Linked DNA regions of Mus musculus: regions 2, 3, 4 and 5 are each linked to region 1. Evidence: chromatin contacts called from public HiChIP or PLAC-seq, Micro-C and promoter capture Hi-C data. All regions are on one chromosome and are shown on one strand. Each heading gives the region's core, a stretch centred on a gene start, on an enhancer-like site or on the middle of the called end of the contact. The rest is flanking DNA. Distances are from core to core; before and after follow the strand shown. Region 1 holds the start of Hs6st3 (heparan sulfate 6-O-sulfotransferase 3). Region 2 holds the start of Farp1 (FERM, RhoGEF (Arhgef) and pleckstrin domain protein 1 (chondrocyte-derived)). Region 3 holds the start of Ipo5 (importin 5). Region 4 overlaps Mbnl2 (muscleblind like splicing factor 2). Region 5 has its middle 4.9 kb from the start of Gm41250.

Region 1 (5,402 bases), core at 976-3,475:
CTAAGCTGGCTGGTTATCAGAGTCCTAGGGATCGGCTTGTGTCTTGACTCTGCTTCCTTAGCAGAGATGCTGAGATTAGGAGCACTGGCCATCATGTCCAGCTTTAAGAATAATTAGCTCTGGAAATCGAAACCCAGGACCCGTGCATGCATTTTAAGGCTGGAATCAATCTCCAGCCTTTAAAAAATGTCCCTGTCAATTCGATGCATCTAGGAAACAATTGCTGGGTTTTACTGGGTTCTGCTTTTAAAAAAGCACAATTCCTTGTTTTGGAGTGTCATATGGTGTCATTACCAGGAATTTAAACTTGAGTGAGAGAGAAAAAAAGAGTGCAAAAAGCTTTAGAGAAGTGGAGTCGTCGTATCTAGCACCCTACTTAGGAACCTGGACTTCTACAGTATAGACAGCCCTCAGTCCTGCAGTTGCACATAAAGTTGAGAACAGGGTGGAAGCAGAGGGGGAATGTTTTGTTGGGAAGAACTCCACCTGTCTAGAACAATAAAAATAACCTCTGATGAGCAAGCTTTGGTGTTCGAGAAGGAGATCTGGATTTGAAGTGATGGTTGTATGTGGGGACTTGACAGAAGAGGCCAACACTGTTCTCAGAAAGGAACAAGTCCCGCATAGTGCCCCCAAGGAGACAGTAGGCTGGTGCGACTGGTGTGGGAGACCACAACTGGGGTCTGTGTGGCTCTGGTAACTATTGGGGCCACCTTTAGTCTGGGTCAGGGACTCACACTGCATTGCCCCAAATGTCAACACAGGGCTACTCTTATCTTGGAAATCAGCCCTAGCTGGTCTAGACATCGTGGGTCAAATACTCCAGACTGATGTGAATTGAACGGTGTATCAATGCATTATCTGAAAAACCATAAAGTGTATTTAAGCAAAGAAGTTTGGATCCTGGGGCAAATTCAAAATGTACACACTCGAAAGAAGTTTTTTAATGAAAACCTCGGTGGACAACGAAGGAGGTCTTCACTGTGGAACACAGGTGAGGGCAGCTGATGTTGCTTCTTACTGGGGTGGGAAAAGGGCGAGTCTTGAACATCGAAGAGCCCACTTTGTGTTAATGGAATGGATTTTAGGACTTATATCCTGCAGGGCTGCGTCTTGGAGCCATGGAAAGGGAGTTCGCATCAAACACAAATCTCTTTATAAAGCAGGCTTTTTAATGGTTGCTGGTTGAATAAAGTTGTAGTGTTGGACCTACTAAGTTCATAGTTGAGGAAGCTTGGAACAAACTGGAGCATCAGTTTGAGCGTGTTGGGAGGCAGTAAATGAAGTCTGGAACCTATGTACCCTGCTGAGGAAGGACAAGCAACCGCCTGTTTAGTCTGCGTGAGACTTTCTGCCATAGGGGTGTTTTATTCCTGCAAACAAGACCAACCAGGTTTCTGTCCACTCTCACACTGAGAAAGCTGCCAATGTTGCAATTTAGAGGAATCAGATCATCGCTAGCAACGCCCTCCATGGGGCCTGTTCTCGCTCCGCGGTAGCCTTTCTGCCAGATCTCCCTAGGCTCCAGGCTGAAGGGATTCCCACCCCCAGCAGCCTCCCGCGAGCCCCGCGGAGCCGTGGACTCCTCCCCTGGAAACTCCTCCGGGGCTGAGGAAGGCTTTGGCGCATGCTCCGTACCTAGGGCAGGTTTTTTTGCTGCGGGTAGCAGGGCTCCTGTCACACCGGCTGGCGGGTTGTGGCGGTGCCAGCCCGCGTGAGCGAGTGTGTGCGCGTTGCCTGCGCCTGGGCGGGCGGACCCGGAGCAGTAGTGCGATTTGCCCGGGAGGCGGCTCCGCAGAGGCGTCTTGCTCGCCGCCGCCGAGGGGCGGCTTTGCAAACTTGCGGCGGGCTCTCGGCGCCCAGGGACCCGTGGGCAAAGGTGCCGGGCGCGGTGCACGCGGAGGGCTGGGGCTGCGGGACCGGGCCGAGCCTTCGCCCTTGGCCCGCGCCCTGGTGAGCCTCATGCAGCTCCTGTGCTCGCCACCGCAGCTGCCCCGGGAAGGTCCGGGACACGAACCCCGCACCGCAGCGCCTGAGCGTCTACCGACCGGCGGCGGGATGCTCCGTGTCGCCTGAGAGCGCCGCGTCCAGGTACAAGAGGAGCCGGCTGGAGCCCGGCGCCCCAGGGATCGAGAGGAGCCCCACGCCACAGCCGCCGGCGCCGGCGCCCGTCTTCTCGGCTCCGCTCGTAGGCCCCGGCTCTGCCAACCCCGGAGTGCGGCGGGGCAGCCAGACAGCCGTTCTCTTCGGCGGCAGGGGCATGGAGGAGCGGCGGGCTCCGAGCCGCGCCCCGGAGTCCCCGAAACTTCCGAGCAGGCGCCCGATCGCGCCGCTGGCGCCGCAGCCACCTCACCTGCCGGCCTGAGAACGGGACCATGGATGAAAGGTTCAACAAGTGGCTGCTGACGCCGGTGCTCACTCTCCTCTTCGTGGTCATCATGTACCAGTACGTGTCCCCTTCCTGCACCAGCTCATGCACCAACTTCGGGGAGCAGCTCCGCTCCGGGGAGGCCCGCCCGCCCGCTGTCCCGAGTCCTGCCCGACGGGCACAAGCACCCCTTGATGAGTGGGAGCGGCGGCCCCAGCTGCCACCGCCACCCCGGGGACCGCCCGAGGGGTCTCGTGGGGTCGCGGCTCCCGAGGATGAGGATGAGGATCCCGGGGACCCGGAGGAGGAGGAGGAGGAAGAAGAGGAGGAGCCGGACCCCGAGGCGCCCGAAAACGGCTCCCTGCCCCGGTTCGTGCCTCGATTCAACTTCACCCTCAAGGACCTGACCCGCTTCGTGGACTTCAACATCAAAGGGCGGGATGTGATCGTGTTCCTGCACATCCAGAAGACCGGGGGCACCACGTTCGGCCGGCACCTGGTGAAGAACATTCGTCTGGAGCAGCCATGCAGCTGCAAAGCTGGCCAGAAAAAGTGCACCTGCCACCGGCCGGGCAAGAAGGAGACCTGGCTCTTCTCCCGCTTCTCCACCGGCTGGAGCTGCGGGCTGCATGCCGACTGGACCGAGCTCACCAACTGCGTGCCGGCCATCATGGAGAAGAAGGATTGTCCCCGCAACCACAGCCACACCAGGTACTGTCCCGCGTCTGTTGGTTTCCTGAACCCCACTCCCTTCCCCCAAGTCCTGACCCCGCCAGTCCCGCGTCGCGCTCCCTTAGCTGTTTGGCAGTGGCTTTCCAAAGGGTGGGCAGCGAATTTGGGTGAAGGGTGAGAAACCGCTGGATACCCACCGGGGGGGGGGGGTGTCTTGAGTTGGTTTCTTTCCCATGCTTCACTGTTTCTTGCCACCCCCTGTCACCTTCAGCCATGTCCACGGCCATCCTGATGTGCATTCTGCACAGTGCCTAGCATTGTGTGATGAGGTATTTGGAGCAGACACTAAAGAACAGCTATGGAATAACCAGGGTGTCGAGGGAGAGAGGTCGAGTCTTGAACTTAAATTATGTGGTGGAAATCCAAAGAATAGGGGATCCGGGAGTGCAGACATAGTTTTTCAGGAATGGTGAGGCTGGAGCATAATGTCCTTCTAAGTGGCTCTTGGATGGCTGCTTGCCAGCTTAGAGAACAATCCTCTTGATGCCGCTTTGAAGATCTACACGTGCAAAATCGTGCTCCACTGTGATAACCCTAATTCTGGAGATGGTCCTTGTTGCTGGGCAATGCCAGGATTTGGACTCATGCTGTTCTTCGTAAGACTGCCTGCCTCTTTCCCCCTTAAGCCATTCCAACAGTTTATTTAAACATTATTTGTTAAATGCCTACTGTGTGCCTGGGTATGTGTTGAGTGGATACAAAGATCTAATGAGCGAGAGGAAAGCTAGCCGGTTAAAACAGTACTGCTGTTGAGGATTGAGAAAGTTTGAAGTCTCTGCTGCCAATGCAGCTGCTTACATTATTGTCCTTTCAGAGAATCATGGGCTTAAGAACATGGTTGGTCGCTCATTCTGCCCATTGCCATCTGGAGATTAATCTGACATGCTCAAGGGAATAAAATATTAAAAGATCAGAACACTAGTTTTATTGAAGTTTTTATCTCAAAGGTTTCAAACAATTTGGTGTAAGGGAATAGGAATTGAAACAGTCAGCTCAATATGTTGATGTCAGATAGCTTTCTGCATTGGACATCAGTGAAAAGCTTCATTTACTGCCCAGATTCTGCCCAGGTTCTGAATTTTGTCACGATTGCGGCATCTAATTCTACTTCATTTCCCTGAGAACGAGCAGACTTTCATTATAGGAATCTTTTTGCCTTTTACTCTGGCAGGTTTTTAAATGCTTTATCTCCCAGCTACTACCGTCTGTGTTTGATAGAAATTGGTGAGAATAAGAAGCTGATAGTCTTTCTCCCTTAGTGTGCTTGAAGGGGTTTACACCTGTAAATATTTTAATAGTACACTGAGTACACTGTTTTAAAACCCACCATTGTGTTTTAGCTTAAAACTTCTAAGTTAAGTATTGCATTCAACCTCCCCACGGCATTGCACGTGACTTCGGTGAGATTGTCTCTGCTCTACATCACTCCATGGAGTGGCCTTTGATTTAGATGTTAGACATTCCTGGTTGATCCCAAAGAGTTTGGGAGCCTGTTTCATTTTGTCCATTGTAGTAAATAAAACTGGAATCTTTCATTAGCACATCAAAACCCCTGGTGACCTTCAATGAGTGTCAGTATTAAAAAAAAACAAAACAAAAACAAATAGAGCAACGTCTTAGTGAGTAAATGAAGATTTACACGTATTAAGGAGGATGGGAATTGTGTAGTAGTTGGGTTTTGGATGGGTGGGGAGGGTCCTGCTGTTGAGGCCTGGTGTAGGCCACAAGCTTTGAGTCTTCTTCTCTAGGAGCTGTGCACTCTCTTTGCACTCTCTGACACAGGAAAATCTCACCTTGACTATTTAAACATGTGGTTTCTATCTAAAGCAACTATTGTTCTCAGTTTACCCATGGCTCATCAACGTCCATTTCGTTTTGCTCCACAAGTCACGAGGTCATCATCACTCATGGGCTTGCTTTGCTTTGCTTTCCATTTTGTGGTGTTTTGTGTCACGTTGTGTAACCTTCTTTCTTCCCAACTTGTCTTTTTTTCCCCAGCGAGTCTCAATTACTTTCCTTCCACATACTGTAGGAAGGAATAGCTGTGATATATGTGAAGTGCCCTGCTTCAAAAGCTATAGGGAAAGAATTGAAGAGACATTAATAGTAGCATCTCGCTAGCAGAGAAGATTGAATTAGTTGTCTGTCATTGTAATGTCTGTGTACAGCATTCTACAGTCAACAAGATTAGCCTGGATAATGCAGGGTACATTTCCACAATGCAAAATGGCAGATAATCTATTGCTACATAATGGGAACAAGGTTCTACTTCAAATAGGGCTGACTCTAAGCAAAATTGCGG
Region 2 (5,402 bases), core at 2,061-4,560, 1.9 Mb after region 1:
AAGTGTGTGTGTGTGTGTGTGTGTGTGTGTGAGAGAGAGAGAGAGAGAGAGAGAGACAGAGACAGAGACAGAGACAGAGACAGAGAGAGACAGAGACTGAGACCAGGGTCTCATTATTTAGGTCATGCTGGTTTGAAACTGACTATAGTGACCAGGCTATACTCAAACTCACAGAGATCTGGCTGCTTCTGCCTTGGTAGTGTTAAGATCAGGGCACATGCCACCATATCCACCTGTTTCTGTTTTGAAAGATTTATTTATGTGTACATGCAGAAGAACTGGAATGGAAAGCAGTTGACTGATGTGGGTGCTGCTCACTGACCTCAGGTCATTTGCAAGAACAGTGCATGCTCTCCACAAAGAAAATAATTGTGGGGGGGGGGGCGGAGGGAGGGAGACAGACAGACAAGATGTCCCTATGAAGTTCAGGCTGATGTTTAACTTGCCACCCCTTGGAAGCCTCTTCCTTCAAGTGGAAACATCCCCCCAGGCAGGGGGAGGGGGCATCTTTTGAAACTCAGGAAGTAAACAAACCTCACAGGTCTGAGAAGCTGACCTTGGGGGGAAACTAGCAGCCCCCATGCTTGTCAGGAGCTTCTCCCACCAGTCCTGTGCAATGTCCTGTAAGTACTGTGGTTACCTGTGCTGGGGCAGGCTCTTTGGTAACACAGCTACTCTGGGGCCATGTCTTTGCTCACCCACACTCTTGCTAGTTACCCCAATACATTCTCATTGGCTCCCCAGGTTGCGCTGTGGTACCGTTGTGACTTTGGCCTGTTTCCTTTCTGGGCAGAGTGGCCCTGTGCTTTGTGTCTCCCCAGGAAATGTCTGTCACAGAAAAGCACCCTCTTGCCTCATCCTTCGATGTACTAGAACTATCAGCATGAATCACTTTTTAAGAGATAAAATAATAAAAGGGTTAATAATAGGTGACTAAGTAACTTCACCCACGGCTTAGAACATCCTAAGTATATTCTGAACTCGAGAGGCAGATGTGATTTGCTACGACAAGAGACACCTTGGTTATAGGGGCTGAAGTGATAGCGACAAATCTAATTGAGTGAATTCTGTGCCATGGAGGGGCTCTGAGCATGGAGGGGCTCTCGTCCTAATCTCCATAGTGATCGTCTTCCCACCAGCTCCTCCTCAGACTTCTGGCTCCCTCGGATTGCCTCCAAAACCAGTTACCTTCTTAGTTATTATTAATGCTGAGATAATAAAACAGCATGGCCAGAGCCTACAGGATGGCTCAGTGGGGTAAGGGTGCTTTGGTGCTCGGTACCAATCCTGATGATGCACATTTGATTCCTGGAACCCACTTGGTGGAAGGAGAAACCACTCCTACAAGTTGTCCTCTGACCTTCACATACATGCATGGTGGCATCTACATCCCGACATACAAAGACCCAATAAATAACTCTGAGAGCAAAACCAAACTGGTCATATCCTAGACACTCAAGTCAGTTGAACCAAACACTAAATGTAGAAAAAGGGGATCTTCGGTGAGGGTGGACTGGGGAAATGTTATGGTTTGCCTTTTTGGTACTATATTGCTTTAGTCATGGGACACAGCACATGTCTGCCAACACAGTCCCCGGACCAACCAAAATACATCACCCGGAATGTTTGAAACAGACCGATACAGAATCCGAACTGGGACAAGATTCCCAGGCGATTCCACAGCATCAGAGGTTGTTAGTAAAGCCAGGCTGCACACTGGGAATAACCTGTAATAACTTTAAACCCATCCATGTCATGTCCCAACCTCAGAAATCAGTCTGGCCACTGTCTTCTTATCCTGTGAAGAGACTCTGAACCTGTGGTCGGTTCCCCATTATAGCGGTTCTTAAGGTGTGATAATTGCTTGAATTTGCTTTCCTTTACTGGGCCTGGTGGTTCAGACCGAAATCCTAATGCTTAAGAGGTAGAGGCACGAGGACCAGTCTGGGCTACATGAGGAGACTTTCTGGGGAGGAGTGGGAGAGGAATTTAAAATCGAGTGCTGCTGCTCTTGGTGGCAGTTTGACCACTACACTTAAGAAAATTACTGGCTGAAAATAGCTCACCCATACTTGTAAAGCCACACACAGTTTGGCCACAGAGCTAGCTTCCAACCCACCCATGATTCTCTCTAGCAAATCGCCCAAGGCCTGTCTGGTTCCCCAGAGGCCAGAGGGATTTTGCAGCATGCAAGAAACAGCCCCAACCCTCCGCAGACTGCTTTTGACTCCCATGACTTACAGGTGCCCCTCTCTGATAATCAAGCTTTCATGTCTTCAGCCTCCCTCCCTAGCCACAGAGACAATTTCACTTGGTTAAGTTCAGTTGTAGCTCCGTTGTAGTTGCGACTGAGGTCAGTGAACTCCTCCAGGGTGGAAAATGACCGGAATCTGAGCCAAATTGGCTCTAGGGGCGGGTCCACACTAGCCTCTGGATCCGGCAGAACAAGGCTTTCCTGTGTTCCATACGGTCAGTGGCCCAAGATCTTTCCCAGACAGAGACAGGGAAGAAGGACGAAGGAAAAATGGCACCTAGTGGGTGGGGATAGTGATTGAAAGTCACCTAGTATCGTGGGCCTTCTGATCATGAATCTTCCGACTATATCACCAAGTTCTGGGGGAAAAAAAAACGGAATCAAATAACTGCAAGTCATTCTAAATCTCGCCACACTAAGCAGGGCATTCTGCTGTCCCTGGTCGGAGAGAGGTGGGGTTGGGCACTGTCCTGGGATTCGCTCAGGTGGTGGGCACTGAGCCCGAGCAGCATCAGAGGTGGCACCTGTGTCTCTGGCATTGAATACCGCGCCGCTTAGGGTGGTGCCGGAAGCCTGCGCTAGTGGCCTGGAAGGGGTGGGGGGCGGAATTCGTGGGTCTTTGTAAAACGCTTTCCACGTGATGTCGTAGTTCTCTGTCAGGCTTCCAAAGGCGACCTGCGGAGTCAGTGCCACGAATCTCCCTCCGGGCCTCCGCATCCCGCTGGACACCAGCGACTAGCGCTCGCGTCTCCGCGGTGGCGCTTCTTCCCGCTCTTGGCTTGGTGGTGCAGCTCAGACACCAGCTCTTGCCACACGCCCAAGTAAGGCACAGCTCCAGGGTGGCGTGGCCCTGCCCACGGTCCACCTTTCTGCGCACCTGCCTCCGGGGCGGGGCGGAGCGGGGCGGGGCCGCTGTGCGGGCGCAGGTCACGGCTCGGACGCTGGAGGGGGCTGTGGCTCTCCGCCGTCCCCAGGCTGTGCCCAGGCTCCCCCTGCCGAGGGCTCGGCCCAGGCCCTGGGAGGGGCAGTGGTGGCCCTCATTTCCCGCTCAACAGCCTCGGAGGCGGCTGGTCCCGGCGCGGGCGCAGCGGCTGCGGGGAGCGGGGAGCCCGGAGAAGGTGCGGGGCGGGGACGCGGCCACCGCCCGCTCTGCGCCGCTCCTCCCCACGCGAGTGGCGCTCGGGCCGGGCGTCGAGGCGGCCGCGGCGACCCGGAGCTCGCTCCCCACCCACCCCGCCTGCTCCGCCCTCCCCTCCGCCCCGCGCCACCTTTGATGGCTCGGACCTCGGCCGGCCGCCGCCTGCCTAGCTCGCGCGCCCGCCGCCCGCGGGGACCCCTCGCTCGCCGCCGCCGCGCCCTCGCCAGCCTTGCAGCCCGCAGCCCGCAGCCCGGACCCGGAGCCACCGAGGTAGGAGGCGTGCGGCGAACAATGACCGCGGCGGGAGGGCGGCCGCCTGGGTGGACCGGGCCGCGGCGGCAACTTGTGCGAGTCCCCGCGCTCGCGGCCCTGGGCGCCGGCCGAGCTGGCTGCGGAGTCCACGGGAACGGTCCTTTTTGTAGCCGGCGGCCGCAGGCCCCGCAACAATAGCAGAAGCCACGGTTCCTCGGGCACCGGTGGAGCTCACCTCCGCGGACCTGGGCTGCGGGGCTCTGAGCTCGTGGGTTCTCCCCAGCTTGGCTTCCTCTCCTTGGGCGCCCCTCCCCCGCTTCCTCCCATCCCACCCTGCCGGGTGACAGCGCCCCCGACGCCTCTTCCGGACCTCAGGCTGCAATCTCGGCTCTGGAGGTCCGTCTCCCGGCAGCACGGGTGCCGCCGTGCCGCCGGGTCACTGCATCTCGCCCACGGGCGGCGAGAACCTCCCGGTGGGTGACAAAGAGGAACACGCCCTCTTAAGTTAGATCTTGTTTCTCTTTACTCTCTGCCTTATGGAGGGGGAAGTTTCCCCCTCCCTTTTTAAAGCACAGGATATATATTATTATTTTTGTGTGGGGGGACGGGGAGTTCAGAACTTCTGATTGTGATTTTTTACGATTTAAGTTCGGAAAACTTTAGCCTTGTGATCCATCCGGACCCCGGTGAGTCTTAGACCTAGGGGTCGTGGAGGAGTACCAGATTCCTTGTTGGGACCCGGAAACCACGGCTGGCAGGGATTTTCTAGAGTCCCCCTAGAAAATAGGGAGGTAGGGCTCACAAAGGAACGAGGTTTGAGACGTGCTGGTGAAGATGTGGGAGCGAATAACTGCCTCTCATCTGGAACAGTTTACCAGGCTCAGCTTCTCCTCCCCTCCCCGGCTCCGGCTCCGGAGTTCAGTGGCCTCCGGCTGTTTCATTTATTTTTGTTTCAGCCTTCCTCCGTGCTAGTTTACCGCGTTTGACAACCTTAAACCTGGCCCCTGCCCATGGTTTACCCTCCAGACTTCCAATCCCTCCCTTAGTAGGCAGCGTTTTCTGACCATAACCTCGACCCAACGATGGGCCATGTTTAATGTGCTTTGCACGTGGGGACTTGGCCAAGCCCACTTCAGAACATTCCCCTAGCGTTGTCTTACTTCTCTTTTTCTATCTGAACAAGGAATGGAGAAAGAGGGGGAAAGCCTTTTGGATTATGAAAGCTTTAGTTGAGGAGTTGCCTTTAAAAATTGGTTTGGTGTTTTGAAAGCTAAGGTGGGGCCCTTTTCAAATCCCTGTCGTCTTTCCCCTCAGCCCCACATTTCTTGCTGGCATCTTAGCCTCAGCTTTTCAGGTGGGTGGGTCTCTGAAAATGCACGTCTTCCGTGGGTCTGGCATCCACACAGCCCACTTTATATTCCTGCAGCATCGGTCTGCAGCAAGACACTAATATTGGACCTTCTCCAAGCACAACGAAACGTTTGTGTTTTTAGTATGTCTGGCTAATAGCTCTGCTTCTGGGTAAAATAAATAGAAGCATTATTGGGCAGTGACTGGTCTACTGGGGGAGTCGGTGGAGTAGATAGTGAGCAGATGTCTGCCAAACCCACAGGAAGCTAGAAATACTTGGTCATCGATGAGGTAACTACCTTCTCATGGTGTGTGTGGGGGTGGGGGTGTGTGCAGAACTGTAGTGTGCTCCTCTGACTTGGGATATGCTGTTAAGATTTAGGAGTTCTGTAAGTTGGAATCCTTCTG
Region 3 (5,402 bases), core at 1,289-3,788, 1.8 Mb after region 1:
AAGCCTCATGTAGCCCAGACTGCTCTCATCTTTATGCAGCCAAGGGAGAGCTTGATCTTGAATTCCTGATCATCCTGCTTCCACATCCTGAGTGCTGTGCTTACAGGCACGAATCTTCAGGCTTCCTCTTAGCAGTGCTGTCAAGCCCAGGACCTCATGCATGCTAGGGAAACACTCTACCACTCATCTACATCCCCCAACCCTGCATATATGCAATGTATAGATTCGGCTCTCAGCAGAGTCTGGGGAAAGGCACTGGGATAAACACTTGGAGTCGAGAGCCAGCCAAGATTTTTATAACAGAATCTGATTTGTGGGAAAATCTATAGTTTTAGCTACGACTATATATATTTGCAAGCCTCTAGGTAATTTGTCTTATTTCACTGTTACCTAGTTAATTAAAAATTGGTTACCCAGGCGCAGTGGCGTATGCCTTTAATCCCAGCATTTGTGAGGCAGAGGCAGGTGGATTTCTGAGTTCAAGGCCAGCCTGGTCTACAGAGTGAGTTCCAGCACAGCCAGGGCTACACAGAGAAACCATGTCTCGAAAAGCCAAAAATAAATAAATAAATAAATTTGTTAGTATGTAATTCCCCAATTTAAGAACTCTGAATGAGTAATTCATGTCCTACCCCTCTTTCTCTCTCTCTCTCATACACACACACACACACACACACACACACACACACACATCAAAATTAAAAAAAAAAAAAATCGACTCCAAACTAATGTCGGAAATGGTCTGACCTTGAAGAAAACAAATGTGGCCAAAGAATGAATTCAAGGTAGGAAATCAGTTCTACACAATAGCTTTGCTGGCCTCCTGTAGAGAAAGAATCCCGCCAGTGTGGCAGCTAATAGTAGAGGGGGTGACTTTCTCCACAAATCAACTAAATGCCACTGTAGAAACCGGGACTGGTTCCCACAATTCCACGTGATCCCAGGGCTTCTGGCCAGATTTTGCATGACCTGACCATGGATGATGTAAGACCAACCTTTAAAATCACCCAAGAGAAAATATTTAATACTTTCAAAATGCACAATTGCCAACAAGAAATAAAAAACTTCAACATAAATCCCATGAGCTGCTGAGCTGTAGTTACAGGCCTCAGGCTGTGGAAACCTATTCCTTAGGAAGTAGTCGAGTCCTTTTGACACAAGACATACATCCCCCTTTTCACCTGCTGTCATCCTCAACTTGGGCAATGCTTTGGACACACAGTAGGCTTTTAACTGAGTCTGGGCAAACAGGAGCTGGGATAAACTTGGGAGCTGAGAGCCAGTCAAGATTTTTACAACAGAATCTGAATTGTGGAGAAAGGTCTCCCCTCTATAGGTGTAGCTGCAACCCTGATTACGTTCTGCTTTTCTGGAGGCCAGCGCATCTATTTTGTAGAACTAGTTTCCAACTGGGGATGCTCTTTCATTCTTGGGCCACATTGTTTTTTTTTTTTTTTCAGTGTAGGACCATTTCATACATTATTTTTTTCTTTTGATATGAGCATTTGAGTCTGTGGACATTAGACATGATTCTGAATAGGACATGATTCTCAAAGTGTTTCAGTTTGAGCTCTGCTCTCTCCTGTTTAGGCAGTCCCAGATAGAAAGATGGGCCAACGCTGGTGTTTAAGCACTAGAGTTTAGGAGGTGAGAGGGAGGCAGCCTCTGGTCCCCTCCATGCTGGCACGCATCAACTATCAATGGATCGACCACGTTAGGGAGTGGCTCATGACTTCTCCCATCCTTAGAGAGCAAGGAAGCTCCAAACACCAGGATGGGTGGCAGTTCCCGGGTGGGGAGCGTGCGTGATTTGATCCGGGACGGAGAGGTGCAGGGGGGAAGAGTCCGTGATGAGCAACCCCTCTTCCGGGACAGTCCCTGGACGTGAGTCACAGGACAGAGGAGGGTAGGGACCGCCTGAGTCACAGGCTGAGGGGGACGACACGACACCACAGGGCCAGACAGATGGAGGGGTCTGCAGAGGCGGGTGTGTGTATGCGTGTGTGCTCGCTGCTGGGGGGATTGGGATGGGGTTAGGGAGGGGGGTCCCGGGGCCCCAAAGCCCTAAGGCGCGGCTACGCGGCGGGCGGCAGGGAAAGGGAGTCCAGCCAGCCCGCGGCGCCGAAATCTCCCGCGCTCAGGAGCTGGCCCCTCCTCCGGGCCCGGCCTCACGCCCCTCGCGGCGGCCCAGCCGGATCGGCTCCTCCCAACCCGCGCCCCGGGAACCCCAACCTCGTCCTAACAGCGGCCCTCTGGCCGCCACACACGCCCGCCAGCCCCGCCTCCCGGCGCGCGCTGGAGTGACGACACCGCAGGGTGCGTGACCAATCGGCGTGGCCCTCGAGGGGGGGCGGCCTCGGGCACGCCCCCCGCGCCGCGAGCCAATGGGACGCCGGCGTCGGCGGCCGCGGCCGGGTGAGAGGGCGCGAGGCCCCGCCCCGTCCTCCCTCGGCCCCCTCGGCCCCGCCCTTCTCGCCCGGCCCCTCATCCCCGCGCCGCCGCTGGTGCCGGTCGCCGCGCTGGGCCCGCCCCCAACCCTCCCGCCGGCCCGCCAGCGCGCCTCACAGCTCCCTCCTTCTCTCTCTCACGCCTAGCGCAATGGCGGCGGCCGCGGCGGAGCAGCAACAGTTCTACCTGCTCCTGGGAAACCTGCTCAGCCCCGACAATGTGGTCCGGAAACAGGCGGAGGTAAGCGAATCGGCGGCCCCGGCGCGCCGATCCTTCTCCTCCGCGGCCGGCCGGCTGGCCCTGGGCGCTCGTCGGCCGGCCGGCCGAGCGGCGCGGGTCGGCCCGGCTGGCGGACAGCGGCCCCGCAGCCCACGTGCGCGCCTCCCGCCCGGCCCCGGCCCTTCCGGCCCGTGCAGCGGCGGCGGCGCCGGTTGCCTCGCCGCCGACCCGCGCACACGTGCCACCGCGCCTGACGCGCCCCGCCCGCGGGCCCTGCACCCCAGCCCTGCTCTCCCTCCCCGCGTGGCCCGCCAGCCCTCGCGGGCGGCCAGACCCCGGCAGCTCCTGACCCGTCCCGCTTCCCCCACCACCCCAGCCGCTCCCTTCCCCATCCCAGCTCAGGGAGAACGCGTGTCCTGCCTGTCGCTGCCTTACGGCGTCTTTCCCCCGAGCCCCTTTCTGGTTTCTAAAAGGAACTGCACACGCCGGTCCCTTCAAGATCGTGTGAAGTTGCCTTTGAGGGATCCCTGCTTGACCACCTCGCTCTGCTCTTCTTCCTTCGAATCTTGTTTGATCTCTAGAGATTTGGGCTTATAAACGGGATATACTGGGGGCTGTGGCTGTCTAACTGGGCCAGTGCCATCTCTTTTTCATATAACACAGATCGTTCTCAATCAGTCTTAGATCAAGGGTTCCATTTCAGATACAGTTATAAGCCCATTTGCAAGCTAGCAATAATATTATTAGCTCACTAGAAGACGGAAGATACATTGTTAGTGTTGAAGCTCAGATTTTTGTGAGGTAATTTCTAGGAAAGTTGATACGTGGAGCTCCTTACGACCCATGGGTCTGAAGTTTTTTAGGAGACTCTGAGGATGTGTGAATAGCTTTACTTACAAAGCAAAGATGTCTTTTATATATAGCTAGTGACGTTGACATGTCTTGTACTTACCGACCTAAAGTTGGGAGCTGTCTTTTAAAACAGTTGCTAATTTCGCTTTGAGTAGAATGGATAATCTGGCCACACTTAGATTTTAGTAAGTAAAGAAGTTGGAGACTTAACTTCTGTGTGAAATGGTGCTTTAAACTATGTCCTTCTTAATGGTGCTTTTAATTTTGGGGGGAGGGGAGATAGCGATGTTTGGCTCTCTAGTTTACACAGGCCCTTCAAACCTGTGGCAGTCCCCCAGCCAAGTTTCCTGAGCGCACCAGTTCCCATGCCCGCCTTATTCAAGTAATATGCAGTGTATAGGGGGAAATTCAAAGGGTACAATTCTTAATCCACTCTCCACGTTTATTTCATGAGCCTTCCTTGAAAACGTATCTTTAAAAGCATTCGTGTATACATTATGTTACCTGGGTGGATTTATAGTATACATAGTTCTGCAAATTGAATTTTCCCTCAGTTTCTTTCACATTGTCACCCAGAAGACCATACATTATATAGATAGGTGCATCTCCCTGTGAGTGAGTAATCCGATACTTTTAGTGCGGTCCAAGAGTACTGCACATAGAAATAACGTGTATACTTGTCTGGACGAAGGTAGTATATGTATGTAAAAGTATGCGTAAAAGTAAACTTGCAACAGTTTCCACTTAGGATATGATGATGCCTAAACATTTTGATACTTTGTGCAAACTCGAGGTAATTTTTTTAAACCAAAGCAAGTTCTTAATCCCACCCTATAATAGAAATTTCCATGTGTTGCAGAGCAGAACTGCTTTGTAATTAGTAAGCTAGTTTAATTCTCCCCCTCCCCTCCAGTTGCTTAAGTCTATTGTCAAGCCTGGTGGGGAATCGCTCTTCTATTGAACTAAATACCAGTGTCCGGTTCAGCTTGAATTCCAATTTGGTGCCTGTTGTAAATCTTTTTATCTCTTACATCCCTTTAGGGATCGTTAGTAGCATTCAGCGCATTTTCTCATAAAGAACAATCGGAAATAAGTACTCTTTGTCTCTATTCCTAGTGGAGATATTTAGGTACTACGTTTTTCCTTAATATGTCCTGAGAATGTATATAGAAAGTGAGTACTGCGACACTGAATTTTCTTAACTTGGCAAAAGAGCAAATTCGGGGTCAGGGTGGTCCTTGATACCATATGGTATAATAGTAAGTTGTAAATAAAACTTCCTAGAAAAACGCCAAAAAAAAAAAAAAAAGGCACAAAAGCTCCTCAATTTGTTTGGGGAGATTTATAAGTAACCCAAACAAGAGGACATACTAAGTCAGATGAAACAACTATGAAAATACTTTATTGAAGCTGAACAATTGGCATGGGCTCCGAGAATATATTTGTAAATTTATTCAGCCAAAATAAAAATACTTAGTCTACAGGGTCCTGGCTAAGGTCACTGTTGCTCTTACAAGGAGGTGAACAGTGTAACTCACATTGTTACAACATACATTGTTACATTTTGTTGAAGTGGTCTAAAGACTTAAATTTTCTAAAATGTTTCTCCTTTTATTTGGGGGTGGGGGAGAGGTTTGAGACAGGGTTTCTCTGTGTAGCCCTGGCTTTCCTGGAATTCACACTGTAGACCAGGCTAGCCTCGAACTCAGAAATCCGCCTGCCTCTGCCTCCCAAGTACTGGGATTAAAAGTGTGGGCCACCACGCCCGGCTCATTTATTCAGACCATTTAATACTTTTTTTCTTCTTCAAATCTACAAGGCCTTTCTAACTTTACAGAAAATGTTTCTCGTATTTAAGGAAATGATTTTGAGTTGGGCATATC
Region 4 (5,402 bases), core at 1,985-4,484, 1.3 Mb after region 1:
TGTACTTGATTTCTTCATTATTTTATATCAGAACTAACTTATCAGATGTTCTTCAGCCCTATGGTCCTTAAAAGTTTTGCATCTCCCCCACCCCCCCCCCACTCCCGAAGCAATATAAAAAAGTGCTTATGGTGTGTATGCAAGCTGCTGTTTTAATTAACTTTCCTGAATTTCAAACATCTATATTTTACTCTCTTATATGCTTTTAACTAAGGTATAGTAGATGCATTTTTTGCTTCGATACTAATTTAAGGTGTAATATTCATTTCTTTAGAGAACATTTTTGTTGTTGTGCATGCCTAGTGTTTTGTACGTTGTATATTGCATTCAGAATATTTTTTTCCTTCTCACCTATCCACAATGCAATGCCGTTCCCATGATGCACCTCTGCTTGCTGTTTACCTGTATGTTAATTCGCTTGAATCCCATTGGCCCACTGCCATCATGTGCTCGCTGCCTGTTATTAAAAGACTCAGTCGACTGCCAAAGCACTGAAGCGACCTCTCGAAGCAACTGTAGACCTGGTACTTTGACCTTTCACCTTTCGCTTTGCATGTAGCTTTTCAGAGAACCAGCCGAGATTTGTATGTAAAATACTGGTTGCAGCCAATCATTATTATTAATTTTAAAATGGAGGAATTCAATAAGGTGTTTAGTCATCTCATTTGCATATGTAATCTGGGAAATAAATATTGAATCTAACAAAATTTTAATACCTTTTCCAAAGAGTGAAGCAAATTTAAATTATGTGGCTCAGAAAAAATGCTCATTGTAATTCTTATTAACCTTTAAATTCAAGAAACTGCCATTCAGTTAAAGAATAGATATTAATAATAACGCAAATGCCAAATGCTCCTTTCTCCCCTTAGTGTAGTTTAACCTGTATTTATTAAAAAAAAAAAAAAAAAAGCTGAAGCCATTTTTTCCATTGTTGTTGCTTGGTAGTTTTTCTTTCCCTTAGTTGAGATGCTACTGTTTTTGGGTTACAGAATTCATGCTTCCGCTCTCAATAACAAATTCTCACTCATTCGACATTGCCGCTGTTTAAATTAAGGTGCATGGCAGAGGCATCTCTTTAGCTGTCATTTTTTTTTAAAGAAAGAAAAGAAAAGAAAAGAGAAAGAGAATGTTGCAGTTGATGATCTCTGTGGAGGTGGAATGCAAGCTTGCTTTAAGTTGGACACATCTTATCGAATTCTTCGCTTTCAGGCCTTCCCTCCGGGTGCTCTTCATCCCTTACCAAAGAGACAAGCACTTGAAAAAAGCAACGGGGCCAGCACGGTCTTCAACCCCAGCGTCTTGCACTACCAGCAGGCTCTGACCAGTGCGCAGCTGCAGCAGCACACGGCGTTCATCCCCACAGGTACGTGCTCTCCGTGTCTGTGTCCTGTGTCCTTCCAGTCACGTGCTTTCTTCTCATCTCTTTAAGCTGTTTGGTCAAGGCATCTAGTTTGCGTTTAGAAGGTGCGAATACAGCCTGGCCCACCACAGCCCTGGCTACCTAGACCTGTTGACCTTGCTTTGATAACTAAAGGTAGTTAGCATTCTAAAGTAAAGGGTTTGGTGGGATTTAGCTTGAGAGACAGGGAGCGGTTAAAGCTTTGGGTCTCTTCTATTTACGCAGGCCCCCAAAAATAGTTTATGCAAGCAAGATTTTTTTTATATGAGATAATTGAAATTTGTCCTTAACACTCAATGACCTAAAAATATAAATTCCAGTAAATACTAACCGTTTTTTCCCTGCTTCTGTTCAGAGCACTAAAAAGTCTAAGGCTACTCAAATGAAAGCAATCTTCTGCTCGTATTTTATATCCATTCTCTCTCTCTTCATCCTTCTCCACTCTCACCAAGTTCACAGCTATCTGGAGTGCTTGTCCTCCGTTCTAAGCCAATGAGTGATGAGAGGAGGGGCTACTGTCCCTTAGCCTACCAATCGCTGGAGACCGTCAGTTTACCACGTGGTCTCATGGGCAGAAGGGTCTTCATGAATTCCTCATCCAGTGGACTGTTTTACAAATGAGAAAACTGAGGCCCCCAGGATAATGAGAAGTGACTTTCCAAGGTGGCAGAGCTGACACAAACACCAGGTTCCAGTGCCCGGTTCCATTTACATAACATTACACCACCTCCACTGGCCCCAAAAGTCTACAGACTTTCCCCCAAACCAGATTAAAATGGGGTTTTGTTTTTGAAGTGGCATGAAAAATCCATTCAGGTAAAGAAAAACAATGTAACACCCATTCTAACTCGATTCCCCACCTCCCACCCCCCGCAATATTTTACCCAGTTCAGAGACTGCAGACACGGCCACATGCACACACACGCGCGCGCACGCACACACACACACACACACACACACACACACACACACACACTCACTCACTCGCACAGACATGGTCATCTTCACTTGACCAACTTTACCTTTTAGTCTCTGTTAGAAACAGGTGACTTTGAACCTTATTGGAAAGAACATCCACTGAGTTTTTCCAAGCCCATATTCCTTGTCCCATCACAACAAGGAGACACTATCATTAATCAATGTGATTAGATATGTTAATCTTAGAGTCCATACCTATGAGCATTAGGGTTGGAGTTTATTCTAGTAACAGCCTTTGTATAAAAACTATAAATGAATGGTAAACTATATGAATTAGTATTTTAAATGAATTAGTAACCAATAAATAATATATATATATATATTAATAGAAATGCACTGTCAGAAAGTTCATGAGTTCTCAATCTATATTAAAATACTTTCATATCTTACCCCACTGCAACCTTAATTAATGGCATTCCGTGCTGTCTTAGCTTAGCGTATTTATGATTGTAACACACCTGAAATAACATAATCACCAGAAGGTCAGCTCACCCTGAGGATCCTGTGTGGTTACTACAAGTGTCTCAGTGTAGACTTTGTGGCCATTATATACTTTAAGGGACAGAAAAAAGTGCTGAATGAGAAACTATGAAAGACAAGGTCTGTTTCTGAAGAGTGGGTAATACAGACGATACCGTCTCCTGGGAATTCCAGTGAGGCCCTTTACATCATGTGAATACCCCAATCCAGTATGGACTGGTTGACTAATTCATCAAAAGCGTCCCCACTCTAAGATTCTGTAGAGACGCCCTTAAGTGTTTGCAAAGCGAGGGTGAATAGCATAGCTTAAGCAATAGCTCAGTGCTGTGGATGGGTAATGGTAAACAGTCCCTGTTAGCTGGGCTGTGTCTGTCCGCCCTCTGGTGGATTCCCCTGGAACAGTTCAACTGTGTTGGCGACTTTCTGTAGCCTTTGGAAGCTTAAAGGTGGACTGTAGCCCGGTTAGTTCTGTGAATTACAAGTGCTTATAGCATATTTGCTATATGCTATAAAGATCACAGTGGATAACCATGTGAATTTTGTGTACTGGAGTGGTATTTGAACTTCCAACAAATTCACTACACTTCTCTGAAGTGATAGAAAATATTTTATTGAAATAATTTCAGCATAAGCTCTCACCCAATTACATTGACAGAAAAATCTCCATGATTGTGGTAGGCTTTCTTGTTTGTTTGCTTCAGGGAATCTTTCTTATAAACAATGTTTCCAACTTTATGTAAAAGGTGACAGCAATAGTAATTATTTACCCTGGTTGCTTTAAAACCTCTGCAGATCAGGTGATGACACTGTGTGGTGATTTTTAGCAGATGGTTAACCCACTATTTTCAATGAACATTTTTTTTAAATCTTTCTGTTACTGTTTTACATAAGCAGTTTTCATACATACAGATCAAAAGCATTTTTTGTGTGTGTCTTCTTGGACGGTTCCCTGCAGTGGAAGGCCATGCATAGCAAAACTTTTATATGTACTGAAATCCTCCCACTGACACAATATGAATTTGAATCTTAGGCAATCTGCCTCTAGGCTTTAAGATTTCAATGTAAGGCACAGGATATGGGATTATTCTCTACAACCATGGTGGGTGGAATTCTCCTCTCTTGCTTCTTTCTTTTTAAAAAAAACAAAAAAACAAAAAAAATTATAGAGGTTATTTTAACTAAGAAGTTTATACATTTCCCTTGCTATGATAGGAAGGTGGCAAAATCACCCATGGTCTCAGAAACAGCCGTGTGATAAATAGCTTTGGGCATCTCTGTGACAAGTTTATTCTGAATGACTCTTAAGTATTCTTGCACACACTGTCATTGTTCTTCAAGATGGCACAGTGCTGTCAGTGGCGAGAAGTTATTTGCATTTTGCAGATGGAAAAACTGAGGCTGTGTTTACACTACAAAACGGCATGCACACCACTAAGAATTACCCAACTAGTTCTGGCCCACAGAAGCTTGGGATGAAGTACTTGTGCAATGGAGGAAGGAAGCAAACGGCTGAGATGCTTACTTGTACAGAGCACCGGCATCCCGGTGAGACGTTGATCAGGTCAGAGAAAAGGCAGTGCAGAGTCCTTCCTTAAAATACTTCACTATGTTAGAAGTGCCTGTGGGAGGCTCTAGGCCAGACATTTCCGAGTAAAGAGAAACCATAAACGTTTCATAAAGTTTCTCACACACTTGTAAAAGGTCTGTTCACCCTCAGTGGAGACGTATGGACTCTATTTGGTGCACTGAGCATTCCTGAAGCATGTGCTATGGTCTGAGTTGCAGACATGCTATGAAAATATAAAGGGTCCCAGAGCTGGGTAAAAACCAGAGTCCACAGCATGAAGGATGAGCTGGGTGGAAGGGTGAGAGGCAAGGTGTTCATCTTCAGCAGATGCAGGCATGAACAATACAGAGCAGGGATATTTTCCAAAGCAGGAGAATTTGCTAACAACTTTAAAGGGGAGTAAGATTGCACCGTTAGGGGAAGAACATACTGGGCAGGTATGACAAGAGTAGGTTTGAAGAATAGAGCCCCAGTCCCTGTAGCAATAGTATACATTACTCGAAGGATCTGTGGGAAGACCAAAGGGTGCAGCTGGGTGAAAAGTGGAGAGGTGGCTTGGAAAGCAGAGCAGAACCAGGATCTGGCATGAAGAGAGCAATCCACCTGTCCTAAGCGCCATACGCCCCATGTTCAAATCACTCTTAGCCGGCACAGAGGGGCCCAGTGAAGTCACGTGGTCAAGCACTTCCCACATCCAAGACACAAGCCAGAGTGACACACTGCTCTCTGTGGCTGCAGGGACAGTTTCTGATGGTTGACACCCCTTGTGTATTTCACTAGTTTAACCCAGGAAGCCCTTGAGAAAACCTGTTCACTATAAAACACAGTAAGAATAAAGGGGGATTTTTCAGCAGTGACTTTGAAGCCTAACACAGTTAACTCTAAAGTGGAATATTTTACAAACTAGACCCTTTAATAATTTTCAGGAGTAAGTTCCCCCCCCACCAAAGTGCTTTTTACAGTCGGCTGGAACACTGA
Region 5 (5,402 bases), core at 2,023-4,522, 1.0 Mb after region 1:
TGGGCTATGTCACGTTGACAGCAGAAGTTAATAGGGATAGGCCCCTTTCCGGACTGTATAAGCAATAAGCAATTGCTGTACAAGATGAAACTCTTTAATGGGTTACCTTAGAGTTGGGCAGGGAGTCCCAGGGATGCAGCTCTGGTGAGTCATTTGGGGGTTACAGCTGCTTTTAAGCCACTCACGTTCTTTCAAGCAGCTCCTTGCAATGTTTCTGTATGAAACCCCAACAAATTCCTTGGCCTCTTAAGCTGAAATACAGTAGAATAATTTCTATGACCTGAGACTGGTGCCCTGTCTGGTGTGATGTTTGTTGTCATCTCTGCTGGAAAAATCTCTGAAAGGCATGCTGGGAGCTTTGGCTATATAGTAACACTGGTGTGTGTAAATGCACTGGTGTGTGTAAATGCACCGATTGTCTTCAAGGTAAATGTGACAAAGCAAGTCTCAGTACTCCACCGCAGGTAGACAGGCAGCACAAACGTTGAAGGGGCCTTAACTTAAAGCTTGGAGTTTGAAGTACAAAGCGTTGGACTTCAGGCATCAAGCTCCATTGGGGAATAAGACAGGGAAATATCTTTGATAGGCATTGGTCCATTTGTGGCTCCACGCTCACATGTGAAGGGAGTCATGACTTACTTCCCTCTGAGTGCAAAGGCTCCACGTAGGCTCAGCAGGAATGGGGAGGGACACCACCTCCGTCTTAATCATTGATGTCTGTAGCTACATATCCTAACCCGGAATGCGTCCAGAATGGAACCGCCCACGCTCTGTCTTTTTTATGACCATGTCTCAATTCATGACAGCAGTTCACAAGGCTACAACATGCAACAGACTGTGGAGTCCTGGTTGCTCCTGCCGGTTGCCTGCTTCTCACTCATTGTCGAGTCCCATAGACTTCTTGTCTAACCTCCTCCCACATTTCTACCGTTTAACGTGCAGTCCCAACAACCACTGCTCAAATTCTATCTTCCTTTTTGCCTAGTCTGGAAGAATGTTTGTTTCACAGAATGCTTTTAAACGATCAGCAAAGCGGGGACAGGTTGTTGCAGGCTCTTTCTTCTGGTTGTCTTTGACCCATCAATGGTACTTTAATGTTCTATGCACACCCTACTGAGAGTTTTAAAACAACGAGCATCCTGTCAATCTCAAAGACTGTGACATTCCAATCGCCTTGTCACTCTGCCTAGAATGTCTCACAGCCCCTCTGTCTGCAGGGGTGTTGCTGCTACATCTGCCCCAGTTACAGACCCCCTTAGACTTTGCTTGCCCACAATCCTTCCACCCAGACCCGGCCTCACCAAGCTCCATTTCCACCCCGACCCACTTTCCCTGACATCACCCTATAATAATTGATGTCTTTCACTTAGGCCCTGTGGCCATGGTAGCTCTTTCCCCTTCTGTGTCCTCTCTGACTCACAAGGGCTGCAACATCTGGAAACTAAATTTCCCAGAAATTCCTGCTTAGATTCTGCCAATGAAAAGCCTCAAGGGAGAGTTGGAGGTAGAGAAGGAGACAGACAGCTCATTGTTCCTCTAGCTGCAGGGTACAGGCTGCTGCAGATGGCTTCCAGGACTCCAGCAGACCTTCGCCTACGATGCCTGTCACAGCAAGCGCAAAGATCATCGCTGTCCTGCAATTCCCTGTCTGGCTTTCTAAATCCTTTTACAAACAAATTATTAGTCTTATAAATGGACAAGTCATATTTGCAAGCTGTCCTGAATTAAAAATGCAGCTCTCACCAACCTCTGTTTTCTGGGCCTTCTGTTCTAGTTTTAGTCTGAAATATCTCCCCCAGGTTGATGTTTTAAATTCTTCTTTCCCGGCAGGTGGTGCTGTTCTGAGAGGCTGTGGAACTCTCAAGAGGTGGGGATTAGCTGGTAGAAGTTGATCACTACACTTGGGAGGCAGAGGCAGGTGGATTTCTGAGTTTGAGGCCAGCCTGGTCTACAGAGTGAGTTCCAGGACAGCCAGAGCTTCACAGAGAAACCCTATCTTGAAAAACCAGATAGATAGATAGATAGATAGATAGATAGATAGATAGATAGATAGATAGATAGATAGATAGATAGATAAAAAGTTGGTTACTAAGAGTGGGTGTCTGACCATTTCCCCTAGCTCAGGGTCCTGACTGCTGTATGCTGGTCTTCAATCACGATGGGCTAAAAACCCTTGAAAACCATGAGCCCCGTCTTCCCTTGAGGACTTTCTGTCAGGTGTATGGTCAACAGTACAACATCATTAGTGTATGCCTTAAAGATGTGCAAATTTTGAACTCCTTACACTCAATAATTTCTTCTAGAAATGTTTGCAATCCTTTCTGTTTCATCAAGTCAGGTGACTAGGAAAGGGGTTTAAGCCAAGCCCAAGTTTCCAAGGGCAGAGCCGGCCTTTCCCCCTCTATAGCTCTATAGATCTGTAGGATGACATAGCTGCTTCTGTTCCTGAGTTGGAGTTTGACTCTTTTGCAAGAACCAAATCCTAGTGGTGGATCCCAGTCCACTTGGCTGAGACACAGGTGCCTTTCTTAAGTTTCACTGGCTTGTCAACTCTCAGCCTTTGATCCCTCTGCCTTGTGAAGTTGTGCTATGAATTGGACAGACGTTCTGGAAGCAAAGGGCTGCTGAGAGAGGCCCACTAATGCCTGGAAACTTCTAGTTCTTTACTTACTTTTGGCTCCAACCAATGTTCATCACTAAAAGCTTGTCCCATATTTTCGGGGACGTGTGCTCTAAGTCGGCGACCACACCCTGGATCCTGCCCAGTCACCTCGTGGCTTCTAACCTCTCTCCTGCTTTGCGTAGCCTCCTTCTAGCCAAGCTTGCCATGGTTAGAGCATTAAAGCCAATAAGTACTATTTCAACTACTCGAATCTCTTGTCTACTCTATTATTTCACCCCGGGTCCTTGTAGCCAGCTCCCTGTGGCACCGGGGTCACGGGCGCGAGTGCCGCAATATTTAACACAGAAGCTTGATGCTAGTCTAAAGCAATCGATGGCAGACCTTCAGATTCCGGCCACTTCCTGCCCCTTTTAGTGATGTACTGCGGTGTGTCCGTATGTTTAACTTTCTCCTCGCCCGCAGTATTTTTAAGGGCTTATTTACTGCCCCGCTGAAGCTCCTGTTCCATATTTCGGGGGAACTGGCCTCTCCTACCATTGCTTGCTCTCTCACGCCCGCCCCCCGGAGCTCCTCTGTGATTCTGAAAGAGTCCTTTCTTTTCTCTGGCTCCCTCTCTGCTTTTCCTCTCTGGAAAATTTTCTAACCACATGTGTACATCTAGGACTACAGACCCTTCTTTAAGAGGTAATTTATGGAAAACCAATCCATGTGTATTACACGTGCCAATGTTAGAAGCCCATGTAATCATTTAATGCCAGGATCTGTTTCAGGCAGAAAGCAGGGAAGTCAGTCATTACGATGCCTGGACAGCCCTCGTGTCCACATGCAAAATGGACCGCAGAAATCATACCAAAATAGAACAGCAGCAGCTTCTTACTGGCCTCTCCTCTTCATATTTAAGTGGAAATAATTTCTGCTAAAAGCAAGATACAGATACAAACACACTACCTAATCTTCTTGGAAATATCTTTCAAGAGAGTCCACCCACCTATCACGTTGTTCTGCAGGCTGAGTCACGAGCCCTGTGGTGCTACAAAAGGGAAATTCTAGCACAGTTGCTCATTGGTGTCCTGGCTGGACAGATCTGCCTCTCAAACCTGTCCTGTTCCATGTCTTGCAATAATGGCGTGTTCCCTCGCCACTCCGTGGCCACGTAACTCCACTCTCCACTCCATCTCCGGTGTCTGACTTCATATTTTTCTCTTTCTGTTTTACTTCTTTCTCACCATCAAGTCTTGCTTTAATCAGTTTCCAAAATCCAATTGCCGGCTCTCCCATGAGTGTTTCCATGACAACTCCCTTGCGTGGTACTGTTGACTCCATCGCTCCGTTTCAGCTCTCCTCTGTGGCATAAAGTTCCATTCTCCACATCAGAGCTAAGCACTCCTGGTTATGTTCCTAGCTTCTTTGTCCGTATAGCATGCTGACTTTGATCTCAGCCTCTCCATTTTCATTTTTAGTTTCACCATTAGGAGAGCCAGAACCAAAACCATAGTTTTAAGTCTTCCACGATAATGGAGTGCTGGGCAAGATTAGGAACCTCCTGTGTTATGGAAGCAATGGTCACTAATTTTCTTGGCTGGGAAATCAAGGACTACATAAGAAGGAAAGAAATTTAACTCTACTTTTGTGTATACACATACAGGCCAACTTGTAATCATGCTTTTTCTCCAGGCATATTTCTCTGATGGAAGTATCTACCAGGCGCTCACTCATTAATGTAAAATGACCATCTTCCAGAGTGACAAATTGACCATCACAAATAAAGGTGGAAGGATGGAGATGGGGGTCATATTCAAACTCAGAGATAGAGGGACAAAAAAGGACATAGATTCTCTAGTGAGATGTTCCAGACGCAGAAAGGTCCAGAGCCTGAGGAAATCAAGAAGCGTGGAGGTCAGGATGCTGATGGCCAAGGAGAAAGAGAAGGTGAACCATAGGTCGACAGATTTCTCCACTCATTAACTGAAGCATCTGTGTGTGACCTTGTACAGCCATGATCCCTCGGCAACTAGTACCTGCATCTGTGCAGTGTCACCAACTGCAGAGGAAAAGCACACAAAGCATCACTGAGCACAGACTCCCTCCCTTCCCCTCCCCCTCCCCCTCCTCCCCTCCTCCCCTCCTCCCCTCCTCAGTCCTCTTCACTTTCACCTCCAAGTTAAAAAGTCACATTGTTAATCATTATATATAGGTTCTGTTCTTACGTAGAAGTAACATAAGTAATGGTATATTCCTTAAAAAAAAGAGAAATACATACAGTCCTACACAGAAGGATAGGCCACTTTAAATCATTGAACTATTTATTATATGTTTTCTTTCACTCAATAATGAGCATAGGCTCAAGGCTTCTTTGCTTGCCTCTCATCTAGCCACACAGTCCCTTAAATGCATTGTTTGGCCTCATGTAGACCACACTTAATGGGGAAAGGAGAAATAAGACACCTGCTTCCTCTGGTCAAAGGGATTGTGAAATAAAGTTTATGATGGTCATGGAAAACTGACAAGGTAAGTTAAAGTTCAACGAAGACTCTTTGGAAAGTATACTTTTCAGAAAGAAGACCTTGCAGACCTTTTATCTGGAAATAATTTTTACCAACACTCAATCAACTGGCAAATAATTACGGCAGGATCAGCAGGTGCCAGACAGTTAAAAATTTAACATCGTTTCTCTTTATGGATCCCAGCTGGATGTGTGACTTGGGCTTATTTTGTCAGCCTGTCCTGCCTGTGGTTCCCGTGCTCCCCTTGCGAGGCTTGTTTTGCTGTCGCTGCTCGC

Evidence for each region. Promoter capture Hi-C pulls out the DNA fragments that hold promoters and counts their contacts. A called contact is a pair of places that touch in the nucleus more often than the background predicts. HiChIP or PLAC-seq counts read pairs in DNA pulled down with a chosen protein or histone mark.
Region 2: a Micro-C map of embryonic stem cells shows a contact between it and region 1, with 3 times the contacts expected there. The contact joins the promoter of Farp1 here to the promoter of Hs6st3 in region 1. A contact is called at or near these places in 1 of 39 promoter capture datasets (hippocampal neurons) and 1 of 484 Hi-C or Micro-C datasets (embryonic stem cells).
Region 3: a contact with region 1 is called in a promoter capture Hi-C map of hippocampal neurons, with 3 times the contacts expected there. The contact joins the promoter of Ipo5 here to the promoter of Hs6st3 in region 1. A contact is called at or near these places in 1 of 39 promoter capture datasets (hippocampal neurons) and 2 of 115 datasets of contacts at active chromatin or transcription factors (astrocytes and neural tube).
Region 4: a contact with region 1 is called in a promoter capture Hi-C map of stem cell-derived epiblast-like cells, with 5 times the contacts expected there. The contact joins the enhancer-like site here to the promoter of Hs6st3 in region 1. A contact is called at or near these places in 8 of 39 promoter capture datasets (the 3T3-L1 cell line, cranial neural crest, embryonic stem cells and 4 more), 4 of 115 datasets of contacts at active chromatin or transcription factors (astrocytes, embryonic forebrain, embryonic midbrain and 1 more) and 1 of 9 other capture datasets (embryonic stem cells).
Region 5: an H3K4me3 HiChIP or PLAC-seq map of forebrain shows a contact between it and region 1, with 4 times the contacts expected there. The contact joins the enhancer-like site here to the promoter of Hs6st3 in region 1. A contact is called at or near these places in 1 of 39 promoter capture datasets (hippocampal neurons), 4 of 115 datasets of contacts at active chromatin or transcription factors (astrocytes, embryonic forebrain, forebrain and 1 more) and 1 of 9 other capture datasets (embryonic stem cells).

What each region holds. Positions count from the first base shown.
Region 1 is chr14:119,136,040-119,141,441 of GRCm38.p6, forward strand. Hs6st3 (heparan sulfate 6-O-sulfotransferase 3) reads left to right here and starts at 2,226. Exons shown (of 2, transcript NM_015820.3): 1 at 2,226-3,079. The coding sequence starts at 2,376.
Region 2 is chr14:121,032,264-121,037,665 of GRCm38.p6, forward strand. It overlaps Farp1 (FERM, RhoGEF (Arhgef) and pleckstrin domain protein 1 (chondrocyte-derived)), which reads left to right and starts at 3,311. Exons shown (of 27, transcript NM_134082.3): 1 at 3,311-3,662.
Region 3 is chr14:120,908,656-120,914,057 of GRCm38.p6, forward strand. Ipo5 (importin 5) reads left to right here and starts at 2,539. Exons shown (of 26, transcript NM_023579.4): 1 at 2,539-2,688. The coding sequence starts at 2,599.
Region 4 is chr14:120,395,242-120,400,643 of GRCm38.p6, forward strand. Mbnl2 (muscleblind like splicing factor 2) reads left to right here. Exons shown (of 8, transcript NM_207515.2): 6 at 1,210-1,363. Among named protein-coding and RNA genes, the nearest start is that of Gm26679, 9.0 kb to the left of the region's middle. Within about 2 kb of position 3,235, at least 29 of the 459 cell types and tissues checked have an H3K27ac peak or open chromatin away from gene starts, as enhancers often do. A contact at or near this core is called in stem cell-derived epiblast-like cells, where this site is marked.
Region 5 is chr14:120,145,754-120,151,155 of GRCm38.p6, forward strand. No RefSeq gene overlaps it. Among named protein-coding and RNA genes, the nearest start is that of Gm41250, 4.9 kb to the right of the region's middle. Within about 2 kb of position 3,273, at least 52 of the 459 cell types and tissues checked have an H3K27ac peak or open chromatin away from gene starts, as enhancers often do. A contact at or near this core is called in forebrain and hippocampal neurons, where this site is marked.